Linked DNA regions of Mus musculus: region 2 is linked to region 1. A link is a contact called in public Hi-C data. All regions are on one chromosome and are shown on one strand. The core of a region is the stretch at or near the end of the contact, and the rest is flanking DNA. Distances in the headings are between cores, read along the strand shown.

Evidence for each region. Hi-C and Micro-C count contacts between places; a contact is called where the count stands out from the background.
Region 2: a contact with region 1 is called in a Hi-C map of cortical neurons, with 2.7 times the contacts expected there. The contact joins two enhancer-like sites. A contact is called at or near these places in 1 of 15 datasets of contacts at CTCF or cohesin (the NIH/3T3 cell line), 7 of 484 Hi-C or Micro-C datasets (the HPC-7 cell line, cortical neurons, embryonic fibroblasts and 3 more) and 1 of 115 datasets of contacts at active chromatin or transcription factors (embryonic stem cells).

Annotation. Positions count from the first base shown.
Region 1 is chr6:33,928,522-33,931,255 of GRCm38.p6, forward strand. The region is part of intron 17 of Exoc4 (exocyst complex component 4); the gene reads left to right. Among named protein-coding and RNA genes, the nearest start is that of Gm13853, 63 kb to the right of the region's middle. Within about 2 kb of position 1,405, at least 48 of the 459 cell types and tissues checked have an H3K27ac peak or open chromatin away from gene starts, as enhancers often do. A contact at or near this core is called in cortical neurons, where this site is marked.
Region 2 is chr6:33,803,558-33,806,291 of GRCm38.p6, forward strand. All of the region lies in intron 11 of Exoc4 (exocyst complex component 4), which reads left to right. Among named protein-coding and RNA genes, the nearest start is that of Gm13853, 190 kb to the right of the region's middle. Within about 2 kb of position 1,339, at least 39 of the 459 cell types and tissues checked have an H3K27ac peak or open chromatin away from gene starts, as enhancers often do. A contact at or near this core is called in cortical neurons, where this site is marked.

The sequences.
Region 1 (2,734 bases), core at 155-2,654:
TTGAACTCTATACTTCAAATATGGAAATTGTATGGTAGCTGAATTATATTGCAGTAAGTTTTTTTTATGTTGAGCTTTAAAGCTTTAAAAGTCCCAAATGATTTGTCATAGAAAATGAGTAGCTCAAGTTTTATACCACATTAATAGAGAACTTTGTCAAGGAAATATCCTACGCATTTTCACATTTCCCTAATCATCCTGAGAGGTGAACAATCAAGGAAGAATTTGTAAGGAAGTGATGCATAATTTAAATACTAAGTGGATTTATCCAGAGTTGGGGAAGAGCCATTCAAGCAGAAAGTGAGGGACCCTGAAAGATGAGGTCTGGGGGAAGTGAGATCCCCTGTGGTAAGCTGTGGGTGCCACTTTCTTGCCTATAACTCGAAACATCCCCTTCATCATTTCCCTTGCCCTCACTTATCTCCTGTTATCATATACCTAACCTATTTTATATCTGATTGTTCACCTTGTCTACCCACAATAGAATGGGACCTCCATAGGCAAGGGCTCTTTTTATAGCATTCACTGCAGTAGCCCCAACTGAGTAGGACCTCAGTTGTAAATGTTCTCAGTTGTAAAGTGATTGCTGAAGGTGTGGTCATGATTCTGCTCAGAGCTAGCAGGAATAAAAACAGATATGGGAAGTAAGACGGAGTTTAAAAACCAGCTCAACTTAAGTAATGGTTGAATGTCAGAGGCAGAGGAACGGGAGTTAAGGATGACCCTGGAGCATCTACACACAGAATCAGCAAGTAAGGTAGGGGAACGGGGAGGACTGGGCTACAGTGTGAGGATATGTGTAAGATGCCTGTGGGACTTCAGAGCAGATGTGTCTAAGACACAACAGGAAGCTTAACAGAAAGGGTGGGAGTAAACAAACAGACCTGGGGAAGCGTCAGCATGGAGCCATCCAACCTCGGAAAGGAAGGGTCCATAGGCCAAGGGCAGTAAGATGGTGATGCATAAAGCCAGCAGAGCACAGAGCACACAGCCATGCTGCTACCTGAGTAGAAATGCTACTTCCCCTGTCAGTGCACAGATCAGCCTCCTTCAGGATGAATGAAAGCCATGTCTCTTTTTAAGTCACCCACATCCCACGTGAGCTCGCCTACCCAGATTCTTCCTCGAGGTACCAGGAGCCCAGCCCAGAAACTAAACGTGCTAAGTGGGACCCCTGCTTCATCCTTGACCTTTGTACTTTGCTAAGTCTAGGAATGCCCTCGGCCATGACTGAGAATGTCGAATTCCTCCCTTGGGGGCTGTTGTGTATACTTATCTTCTACAGGCTTATTGCAGAGGGACATTGTTTTGGTTTTTTGCAAAAAGGTTAAGTTTTCCTGGAGTGACCGGGGCATAGCTTGCTATAGGATTAGCGATGCCGTGCTGCCACCTACTGGAAGCACCCACAGCTGTCAGGACAGACCTGTGACTGAAGACTTCAGTGCCTGGGCTGAACACTGACTGCTTCCCCTTGCAGACTCCTTTGCTCGGCCAGAAACAAAATATTCCCTGCATCTGTTTCCGCAGTCATTTTGAAACCAGCTTTATCCTGCCACCAGTCATGTCTGCCCTTCCAATCCCAACCTTTTTTGCAAGCTTCGCTTTAAAGGGCTTCATCTGACCAGTTTCTGTTTGGATTTGTGGTCACATGAGGCCAGTCTTCTGCCAAACATTCTTTTAATAATGATGACCTCTAGAAGCTCTGAGAAGGAGCTTTAATTCAGCGGTGATAATAAAGCTAGCTCTGACTCCTGGCAGCCAGGAAAAACAGGCAAGTGATGGGTTTTATAGCTTTTACTGCCTGATATAAAAAAAAGGTACCTGTTAATAAAAGTCAGTGATAAAACAAAAATGAGTATAATTTGATATCCAAGAGTGTTTTCTTAAGGACCGTCTATTACATTATTTAAATAATGTTACTTTTCTTGAATTTAACCTTCTTTTGACTTTGCTACCCATTTCTGCCTATACCGTTTTCTTCTGGTCTTGCCTCTCTTAAGTTTATTATACTTAGAGTAGATCTCATACATTGCAGAAACTAATTGGTCTCTAATTAATGGTTTAATTGGGGCTTTTTGGATGCAGGTGAGCATGCCTCACCAGCCTGCATAGCCTCCAGAGCGCCTGAAAACAATGAGAACTCATAATCTCCCCAGAAAAATGCCTGCCTCTAATTAAGGTCTGAGTTCTCCGAGACATGCCTCACGTGTGAAGGCCTTAGTTAAATAAGATTTCCTTCTTGTCGTGATAGCATACAGTCAGTTTCTAACTTGGGGTTCCTCCCAATTCCTGGCAGACAATGGATCTGTTCACTGTTGCTTATTTGCTGGCACTGGCATTGCTCAGAGAATACCATAGATGGCAGATGCTATTATGCAATGAAGATCCCAGGGAATAGAAATGAGAAATAACTTGCCCAAGATCTCCCATCAGATTGTCTTTATGTATCCTTCGGTGCCTCTTTGGTCTCGTGCTTAAGAAATTAAGTTAGCCTTCCGTGTGAGGCTGTTCTTCTGCCTGAAAGGACTGGGTTACATTGTTCTATGTAAAAATTCCAAGAACTATCACTTATTGATTTTAGTAGAATTCTTACTGAAAAATTGGAAGCTGGAAGCTGACCCCCTTCTTGTTTTATAAATAAAAGTTTAGTGTTGAAACTAACATGTTTAAAATTCAGAAACACAGACCAATGAGACAGCTCATCCAATAAGTGGCTGAGGCAGGAGTACCTGAG
Region 2 (2,734 bases), core at 89-2,588, 130 kb before region 1:
TCACAAATTTAAGGTACTTATTCTAAATCAAATGTGCTTTGCACAAATGCCATGGAGACAGAGTGTGGGATGGGTGTCTGTGTCTATGAAAAGAGCAAGTCCGGGGCCAGAGCACTCGTTTGTCTGCCCATCTGGAAATCTCCAGTGATCCAGGCTCTTAATTTTACCTCATTCTTAGGAGAAAAGAGAAACAATAAGAGGAGAAAATGGGCTGCGAGGGCATTCTACTTCTCATTTAAAAAAATAATTCAAGTGATAACAGGAGCAGGGAGTTTAAAAGAAAAAATGAAAGGCCATTATAATGATTTGAATGCTCAGTCTGTATTTTGCTGTGGGTTCTATTGTTCTCAGCTACATGGGAACCATGGTAATTTTATGAATCATTAGAATTTTCTTTCCAAATTATATGTGCATGTTCTCAAAGTGCCTCCTCCTAAGTTCCCCACAGTAAAAGGCTGCTGCACAATTTCATTTAATGCATTTGAATCTTGTGCTAATGTTGTATTTTTAAATATTTGTACTTAGCAAACCAAAGACAAAATAATGACAGCTGAGTCTTTGTGCATTTTACATCTCCTACTTTTGAACTTCTGAGTCTGTTTCCGTTCTCATGTACAGTCTAGTGAGGAGTGGTGGAAACATGAAACCTAGTTTAGCATCATGGTGGCTTAAAAGTCCATGTTAAAAACACTCAAAAACAGTATTTGAGCTTTGTGCTTAGACACATGTCCTCTGAGACACAGTGTCTGCAGAGATTACTACTGATGCCTAAACCTAACCTCTGGAGCGATGATGGCGCCCAGTGGCCAGTTCACTAATAGGCCTTTCTTTTTTTTTTTTTTTTTCCATTTTTTATTAGGTATTTAGCTCATTTACATTTCCAATGCTATACCAAAAGTCCCCCATACCCACCCACTCCCCCTTTTTGGCCCTCCAAGTGTGAGCCACAGAAAAATCAGTGAGCGAAGGTGAGAGAGAGAGAGAGAGAGAGAGAGAGAGAGAGAGAGAGAGAGAGAGAGAGAGAGAGAGAGTGTTTTAGAGTTAGTCTACTTCCTCGGGGATTACTCTTCCTATTTGGGCCATTAAAACATTCACACCTTTAAAAACAGTGATATTACAGATTTTTATCTTTTATCTCGTTTTAAGAATGAAGGAGTTTCTCTTTACTTAATAAAATAAAAAGTTAGATCTCTGTTCATCTACCTTTTTTTTTCTAATTAGTGAAATCCCACTGTCTAGAAAGCATTGTACATTCTAAGTATTGGCTGTATCTTTCCCAGGGGTGTAGATGTTTGCTCTGTGAAGACTGTCTAAGAAGGAAGTGCTTCAAAGGCTCAGTGTTCTGGGTTTAGGCATGGTAGGAGAGCTGCCTCCCTGGGCAGTGTGTAGGTGGTTCTATTACTGTTCTTTTCACACTAGCTTTGGCAGGATGCCCTGGAGTTTAGTTCATTGGAATGCATCATGGGGATTTCCAAGCTCATTTTTGGTCCATTTCCTCACAAATAATGCACTCCAGTAGCTAAAGCCTAACAAAGAGAAGCCTGATTGATGTGGGCCCAAAACTTAGAAGGTGACCTAAAACCAACGTTTCTGTTACCGTGGGTGGCTGGAGATGTCATGAAGAATATCCTATTCCTTGCAAATGAAGAAAGGGGCAAAGACTCACTCAACTCTCCCAAGTCCGTCAACAGAAAAATCAAGTTAGGATCCCAGGTCTCCTGTTGGCTAGTCTTTCAATTTCGGGGTGCTTGCAACACATTCCAGCTTGTCCAACATGGAAAGGTCACATAGAGTAGTTAAGTTTGTTCCTAGAATGAGCTAGAATGGCTGGGTTACAACTGCCAGATTTTATTTTTAATTTTTTTTTTTATGAGAAGCAACATTAGAAGTCATTCGTCCTCAGATGTTCTCACTCCTAGAATGGAGCAGGTTTGGGTTGTAGTCTCCTTTTGAACGCATTTCCCCTCGCATGTGTGGATGATTGCACACTTGCTCACATACTCTCTGCCCTGAACAGGTCCATATGTTCCAGTTTTACTGGAAGCCAAGCTTCCCATTCCTCCTTCTCCTCAGAGGGCTCCAGAGCTCACCTCAGAGGTACCCAAGTAACCCAGGCTGAAAGGATTTGTAGTGAAGCTTGTCAGCATAATTGATTATTATATGGTGTGAGCCACCAAAGACAGGTGAGCTTGCACAGAGTGGAACAAATTTCTATGTTGTATGCATCTCCCATTGGGGCCACCCTGTCTTCCTCCTCTGACATGATGATTTATATATTTGCAACTCTTCCCTAATGGATCGTGTCCTGTTATAAGTCGCTGGAACCTCCTGCTGAGCATACTACCTCTGCTAACACAAGAACAGTTAAAGATCTGCTCTGACTTCTTGGCTCTGTTAGTTGGCCCTAACTGAAATGGTTGAGAATGTCTAATCTTTAAAAGGACAAAAGTCACATAAAATGTTTGAATAATGTTGCTACCTTAAGACACAGGATCCAGTGATGACATGACAGAGTTTAGTCACAGTGGCTTGAGAATGTAAGAAATGTAAAGAAATAAAAGCATATCCCAGCACCTTTGGTGGCAGCTTGATGTTCTGGCATCCTCTGCAAACCTTCTAACTGTAAACTGCTTTGAGTGTTAGACTTGCTATAAAATGGGGAAGCTAATGACTGTTCTACTTTCTCACAATCTGTTAGGATCTTACATGAGATATTTACAGTGTTCGGTGTTCT